2 separate regions of the Mus musculus genome follow, and region 1 is linked to region 2. Evidence: chromatin contacts called from public promoter capture Hi-C data. All regions are on one chromosome and are shown on one strand. The core of a region is the stretch at or near the end of the contact, and the rest is flanking DNA. Distances in the headings are between cores, read along the strand shown. Region 1 holds the start of Ctu1 (cytosolic thiouridylase subunit 1). Region 2 holds the start of Gpi1 (glucose-6-phosphate isomerase 1).

The links. Promoter capture Hi-C pulls out the DNA fragments that hold promoters and counts their contacts.
Region 1: a contact with region 2 is called in a promoter capture Hi-C map of liver, with 3 times the contacts expected there. The contact joins the promoter of Ctu1 here to the promoter of Gpi1 in region 2. A contact is called at or near these places in 3 of 39 promoter capture datasets (cranial neural crest, liver and second pharyngeal arch cranial neural crest).

Annotation. Positions count from the first base shown.
Region 1 is chr7:43,669,930-43,673,910 of GRCm38.p6, forward strand. Ctu1 (cytosolic thiouridylase subunit 1) reads left to right here and starts at 2,102. Exons shown (of 3, transcript NM_145582.1): 1 at 2,102-2,146. It also overlaps a transcript of Siglece not described here.
Region 2 is chr7:34,228,125-34,231,718 of GRCm38.p6, forward strand. Gpi1 (glucose-6-phosphate isomerase 1) reads right to left here and starts at 2,212. Exons shown (of 18, transcript NM_008155.4): 1 at 1,968-2,212; 2 at 1,159-1,249; 3 at 804-872. The coding sequence starts at 2,089. It overlaps Gm12762 (a long non-coding RNA gene), which reads right to left. Exons shown (of 2, transcript XR_881947.3): 2 at 3,058-3,594.

The sequences.
Region 1 (3,981 bases), core at 852-3,351, 9.4 Mb after region 2:
TAGGGCTGTGGAGGGGACCAACCAGATGTCTGCGTTGGTCCTTGATTCTCTGCAGTGTGGTGAAGTCTTTCTCCTTCTTCCCTTACTTAGCTGGAATCAATTTGTCTGGGATGCTGATGAAGAGGGGCTTGGCACATAAGGACCACAGGACAGAGTAGACAGGCCAGACAAGTGGGCTCGCTCTAAGCTTGCTCTATCTAAGCTCGCTCTATCTATCTAAGCTCGCTCTATCTGTGGTGCTGAAGCACTATTCCCATAGCCTAGGTCAGCAGTTCTCATGCTGTAGGCTGTGACCCTTTTGGGGTCACAGGAGTTGCTTAAGACCATTGGAAAACACAGATACACACATTATGAGTCATAAGAGCAGCAAAATTACAATTATGAGGTTGCAACAAAAATAATTTTATGACTGGGGTCACCACAACATGAGGAACTGTGTGAAAGAGTTGCAAAATTAAGAAGGTTGAGAACCACGGAGCTGAACCCAGGCTGGTAGCTCAGGGCCGTAATTCCAGCTACTTGGAGGACCGAGGCAAAGGATTATAAGTTTGAGGACTGCACTGGCCACATGGCGAGACCCTGTTTAAATTTAAAAAGCATAGAAGTGGTGCATTCTGGGGCTATAGCTCAGTATTAGAGTGCTTACCTAATACCAATACTGAGGAGTTGGGGCATGGCTCACTATTAAAACCTCTGCCTAGAGTTTCTCCAATGAGGTGCTGGGAATATACCTAGCTTAGTAATAGAGCATCCACTTAGAATCCCCTAATGAGAGGCTAGGGTGTGGCACAGTGTTAAAACCCCTGCCTAGAATTTCCCAGTAAGTTCCTGGGTAGTAAGTGGCTCAATAATCGAGTCCCTACCTAGAATCCCCTAGTGAGGGGCTGGAGTGTGGTTCGTCGGTAGAAAGCTGTCTGAAACTGGAGAATGATCCACAGTAGGAATGCTTTTCATTTCAAGTGCATAAACAGCAAACTGCAGAAAGATAATGGGGCACCAGGTCAGACATGAAACAAACATCCAGTAGAAACAGACTGGGGAAGCTGGGAACCACACACAGTCTGCAGGAGGCTGAAGAAGAGGATCCCAGGAAGACAGACTCCCAACTAACCATTCCCACCACAGATGTCCTATGGGATGAGAAGTAGCAGAGGTCTCTGGGAATGGGTCCCATCCTATCTGTGTTCAAGGATACACTATTTTTCTTCTAAGAACTTACTCTCCTGTTCTTAAGGAAGTAGCGTTTCCACTTTATTTGGCTGTTCTCTTTCACTTTCTCACAGGACCAGGAAGCCGGCTGGTGACTGAGGAAGCGGTCTTGGAGAACGCTTTAAGACAAAATGCTTGGGTCTAAAGTCGGGCTGGGACGCCAGGTTCCCGGTGACCTTAAACAGTACAAGACGACAATTTACTGATGTGTATTACAATAGCTTACATAGCTGTGTGTCATCTGGACTCCTTCCACCTTTGTGAGAAAGGAAGGAAGGAAGGAAGGAAGGAAGGAAGGAAGGAAGGAAGGAAGGAAGGAAGGAAGACAGAAAGGGGCAAGATTGCATACACCTTTTATCTTAGCACTCTGGAGGCAGATGCAGGTGGGTCTCTGAGTTCAAGGCCAGCCTGGTCTATATGGCTAGTTCCTCCAGGACAGCCTAGGCTACATGGTAAGATCCTGGGGAGAGAATCAAAGAAAGAGAGAGCAAGGGAGAGAGACACAGAGAAGAGGGAGGGGGAAACAGTAACAGAGACTGAGAAGCAAGCAAGTAGCAGAAGTATATGATAGTCCACAAAACTAGGAAATTATACTGCAGCCATTCTGATTTCAACCACTTCTGATTTCAACTTCCCTTCTGGTGACCTCGCGTTGCCGGACAACATCAGGATTCTGGGCTCGGTTCCCAGGCCCTGGTGTGCGCCCTACAGAGTCGGCCCGTGGGGAGGCATTTGGCAGAAGGAAAGCTGTACTCTCAAGTGTTTCTGGGAATTGGAGTCCAAGCTGCTGTAGAGTTACAGGCCCGCGTCTGGAGCTGTTGCATTCTGGAAGTCGTAGGCAAAGCAGTTCAAGGCCTTATGGGAATTGTAGTCCCAGGGCATTTTTCCGCTCCAGGCTTCCGCGTGGCAGGCAGAGTACTCAGCTCGTTCCACTCAGGTTAGTGTTCCTCTTCCTCCGGTTCCTACGGGCTTGGGGCCATGGTGCCACGGGAGAGCTGAAGGTCTTTCTAGAGATTTGGCACTCGCTTTTATGATTGTCAACTCGCGTTCTGGCCAGGATCTCCTAGTCTGGTCTCTTGCCAGGCCGCTTTGTTCATTTGGTGGTAACAGATCATCTGCCTTCTCTTGCCCCTGTTAAATATGTTCTGGTGACGCCTCTTCTGCCCTTTAGGAGAGTTGGCCACCCGGAGGCACCCCTGAAATTTGTTTTGTAGATCAGGCTAGCCTGGAACTTGCAGAAATTCAACTGCCACTTCCTCTTGAGTGTTGGGATTAAAGGCGTGCACCACCACGCCTGTTATTACCTCGGGGGTTTGCCGCCAGTCTGTACACAATTCTTTCCCCCATCATCCCAGATACTTACTTAATTAGCATAAGCCCTGTTCGCTCCGTCAGCTAAAGACTACTGATATATCTATCAACCAGGTTCCCTCCATGATCTCAGGGCTACTACTGATGTGGTATCCCCCTTTTCTGTTTCTGCGTGTGTCTGTAAGCTACTCCTTACAATAGCAACCCCCTCACAGGATTAGATGACTGAGAACAGAGAGTGTATTTACACGCCATTCTGCATAAATGCGGGGGTAGAAGGTGGTGGGCACTCTCAGGAGACAGATAAGCCAGGCAGAAGGGACAGATTTGGGGAGCACTTGAAAGGTGCCCTGCAAGGATCCTAAGTGGGTCGTTAGGAGGTCAAGCCTGGAGGCACCTCTGAGCCTGATGATTCTAGGGCTTGCTGGGCAGGGCGTGAGGAGAAGTGAGGAGAGACTGGTGTGAACCTAATCCGGGCGAGAGGAAGGGGAGAAACAAAGGCTGAGGAGGATAGTTCAAGGGGCAGTGCTCAGCCAGGAGAGTTAGGGGAGTCTTGAGGGCTGCTTGCTGGGTTCAGTGATCAGAAAGAACTCTTTGGGCCAGAGGAAAGGAGTGTTCCTGGGATACTTGAGAGCATTCTGGAAAGGAGCCACGGGGCCTCCCAAGCATCATTCACGGACCTGTCAAAAAGGTAACTGGGCTGGATCTGCAGGTTGTTATATGCAAATTGTCGTGAAGGAGGGGAGGCCAAGGCAGAGACCAGTGACCCAGACAAGCAGGCTGTGCCAGTGTTCTGAGTTGTGCAGGATAATCAAACAATGAGGGTCACCTTAGAATGTAATCGGGCTCCAAGGCAGCAAGGAGGTCCAGCCTCAATGAACTGAACGTCAGGCTCTTTCTTTTTATTTAGCGTTTACTTTAGGTTGTGTCTCCTTTAGGACAGGTACTTCTGGGCAGCAGAAAAACTTTTAAAATAAAATAAGAATTAGGTTGCATAGTTAAATAATATGTGAAGATTTAGGTGGAGGTAGTCTTTTTTTTTCTTCACAAAAGTTGTTTTTTTTGGGGGGGGGGGTTAAAAAGTTTCTCAAACCAAAACTCCTCATCAAAGGAAACATCACACCCCTGAAACTTTGGTCCCTCTTGTGGACTGTTTGCTGTACTCAATAATGCAAGACATCGCATATGTATCAGGACTGTCTTGTACCAAGTCATGCCAAGGCCCTAAAGCTCCTTCAGAAAACAACTTCATAGACAATAGAAAATGATCTACGTCTTCTGCGATGACGTCTTCAAGGTCAAAGTACTTCTAGAGAACAATTCATTTTGATGTCTATTCTTGGTACACTGAAAGACAACCATTTCATTCTAAAGTTTACCCTAGATACAGCGATTTACTAGAATTCTTTTTTTTTTTTTTTTTTTGGTTTTTCGAGGCAGGGTTTCTCTGTATAGCCCTGG
Region 2 (3,594 bases), core at 962-3,461:
ATACTTGCCAGGTGGTGGCACACGCCTTTAGTCCCAGCACTCGGGAGGCAGAGGCAAGAGGCTCTCTTATGAGTTCGAGGCCAGCCTGGTCAGGGCTACACAGAGAAACCCTGTCTCAAAAGCCAACCAACCAACCAAAATACTCTTCTAAAAAGCCGGGGTTGGATTCCCAGTACACACACTGGGTGGCTCCCAACCATCTCTAACTGAAGTTCCGGGAGAATCTGACAGCTCTGTAGGCACCTGTACTTATGTACACACACCCACACACTCATAATTAAAAGGAAAAAAATATCAACACTGAGAATTCTCAGTGCAGAGTGTCTCCTATGCCTGCAGGCTTCCCCACCAAGTCAGGGCCAGGGTTTCCCAACCGCTGTCATACTCTCACCTCTTATTCATTCCACTGTCAAAGAAACTAAGGGCTTTGGTGACATGATTTTTCTTGTCACTAGAACAACCTGTAGCAAGGATCCATCAGAGTATCAAGGTTGAAGTTGTCCAAGAAAATGTCTCAGCCATGTCTCAGCCAGCCTTAAGCAAATCCCTCCCTTCAGGCTTGGGTTGTGCCCCTCCCTGGACACCAGGAACTGTGCCAATTTGATTGCCAAGTCCAGGCTGCCAGTCTCAGAGAAATCACACCCCAAAGCTCTGCAACCTCTCTTGCCCCCAAAGAAAAGCCTTTAGCACCTTCGTGAGGCAAAAGCATTGCTTAAGAGCAAGGGTGAAGACACAGGGCGATGCTGATAACGGTCGGCAAAGAGGAGGAAGAGGGGGGGGGGGCGGCGGGTGTAACTGCTTACCTCGGTGTAGTTGATCTTGGAACCACTGAACATGTTGTCCCGTGCAGCCTCCACGCCTCTGGACTTGGCCTAGGGAGAGAAGCCACTGCTGAGGTCTTGTATCCCATCCCCCATCCTCATCACCTATCACAAGTCCAGCCCCCCTCCCCCCCCACTCCCCCCCCCCCTTGAGGCTGACAGATGTTCTTCATAGACAGATTCCTTTTCCAGCATCTTCAAAGAGTCTGCTCAATCAGCAGGGGGCCTGGAGATCCCTGGGATACCAACTCCACACCGGGACCTAGAACCCAAAACAAAGCGCAGCCCCCACCCACAACCCAACCCAGAGATCACAACTCCCCAGTCAGAACATTACCAGCTCCACCAGCATCTGCATCACCTCCTTGTTCACAAGGTTCTTGGAGTAGTCCACCAGAATATGCCCATGGTTGGTGTTGAGGTTCAAGCTGCAGAAAGATGGAGACGCTGCTGGTCACACCCCAGCGGCAGTGCCTGGCCACAAAGGCTGACCTGTAGCAGTGTTAAGTAGTGTAGGAAGCCACGCCACAGAAAGAAGATGTAGACAGATCCTGGGCAGAACTTCCCCCTTCAAGCTCCACATCTCAAACTTACAAGGAAACACCCAGGGAGAGGTATCAGGGACGTCCAGTGAGGAACCACAGGTGGTCATCCCAGGTCCCTCGCCTCCTGGCATCAGTGACAAGGCACGAAGATGCATCACATGTACGATTTCTTCCACCCTCCCTTCTATTTCGCAGTCGCTCACAAGTCTCTCTGGCCTCTGCATCCTGCCTCCGCCGCTCTATTTTTACACCGTGGCTCCCAGGAAATCTCAGCCTTACCCACCCTGTCTGACCAAAGCCCACTAGGAGCAGGTGGGAGGGGACAGCTCTCTCGTGCCTGTCGAGCCAGCAGCGGCTGCTCCTCCTCATGGGTGGTTAGAAATCCCTACTCAAATGGCTGAGACTGAGAGGCGGGGGCGAAGGGATCCCCAAGGAGGAGCCGATTCCTCCTAATGACTAAGCAGCCTCGGCCCTCTGGCTAGCACGCGGGTCCCAAAACCCACTCCAAGGAGGCATCAAGGACAAAGTGCGGCCCCGGCCTGGGCCCTGCAGGGCTGCTGGGGGGGGGGGGGTCACGGGAGCCCCGACCCCGTGCGTGCACCTGAAGTTGTTGAAGCGCTCCGGATCCGCCTCAAAAAGTTCGCGCAGCTTGAGGTTGGCAGAGTTCGCGCGGTGCCACTCCAGGAGCTTCTGGAACTGCGGGTTCCGGGTGAGCGCAGCCATGGCGAGGGACCCGAGAGGTACACGGAGCAGGACGTGCTCGGAAGAGGAAGGAAAGAGGAGCGGCGGCGCGCGGCAAGTCGGTACCAGTGCGCGCAGCGGGCTTTATGGCGCAGGCGTCCGACCCCGCCCCGCCTCCGGCCCCGCCCCACCTCTGTCCTCCGCGTCCGCTAGGCGACCTTGCCGGCAGCTGTAGATCTGGGGGCCTCTGCTGGCCTCTCTGTAACACAAGTGTGGCCACTTGCGATGAACCTTGGCTGGCTTCTGTTCGGAAGTGACTTGAAGGGCAGAGGCGGAGTTTCTCGTGCCAGATCCGCTTGCTTCTTTCATTCATTCATGTATTCAATTCAGCAGAACTTTTTTTTTTTAAAGAATTTATTTACTATATGTAAGTACACTCTAGCTGTCTTCAGACACTCCAGAAGAAGGAGTCGGATCTCCTTACGGATGTGTTTGCTGGGATTTGAACTCAGGACCTTCGGAAGAGTAGTTGAGTGCTCTTACCGGCTGAGCCCAATTTAGCAGAACTTTATGGAATGCCTTCCTGGTTAGAGGTACTAAAGCAAGTGTTGTGGGTACGTAAGCCAAATAAGTAAATAGAATTTATGGGATTTCAGAGCTGGCAAGTGCTCCTGAGAAGAGGCAAACTGGATGAAGCCCCAGAGATGAAACTGTGGTTAAGAACACATAGTTCCCTTGCAGAGGACCTGAATTGGGTTCCCAGTACTCATAACTGCCTGTAACTCCCGCTGCAACCAATGGGAATACCAATGGCACTTGCATCCTTATGCTCATACCCACCCCACACATAATTAATGCTAAAATTATATACCCACCCCACACACATAATAAAAATTGTATGTCCACTCCCACACATAATTAATAAAATATCCACCACACAATAAAAATGAAATTATATGTATATATATTTAAAGGCAGGTTGGAAATAAGCATTTCCTTTAACTAAATGGTTAAGAAAAAAAAATTCACTCTTTATTATATTTGAGTAAAAGCATGAAGGGGAAGAAATGAGCCAGTTGGCTACCTGGAAGGAAAGTGTTCAGTCAAAGGGAAAAGACACTGCAAAGTCTGAGACAAGAGCACCCATAGATGTCCCACAAACAGCACCCATAGATGTCCCACAAACAGAAGACACATGTGGCTGGAGTGGAGCAGATTAGGGGAAGAAGTCATAGAGGTGACATTAGAGAAGGGAATTCACCCAGTGGCTTACAAATCATTGTGAGAATTTTGATTTCTGTTTAGAGATGAGGAGCCACTGAACAAGTCCACATGGAGCAGGGACTTTATCTGACACACTGCCTAATGGATCAGTTAGCTCAGTGAGCTAAAGCAGGTCCTGAGGGAGGGAGCTTCAGTCAAGCAGGAGGAGACGGACATAGAGGATGGAATGAGTGAGGGATCCATAATCGCCTAGAGAGAAAGGGCAAGATATGCACTTTAGGATCCAACTTCCTAGAAAAACTGGATTCTTATCCACAAGTCCG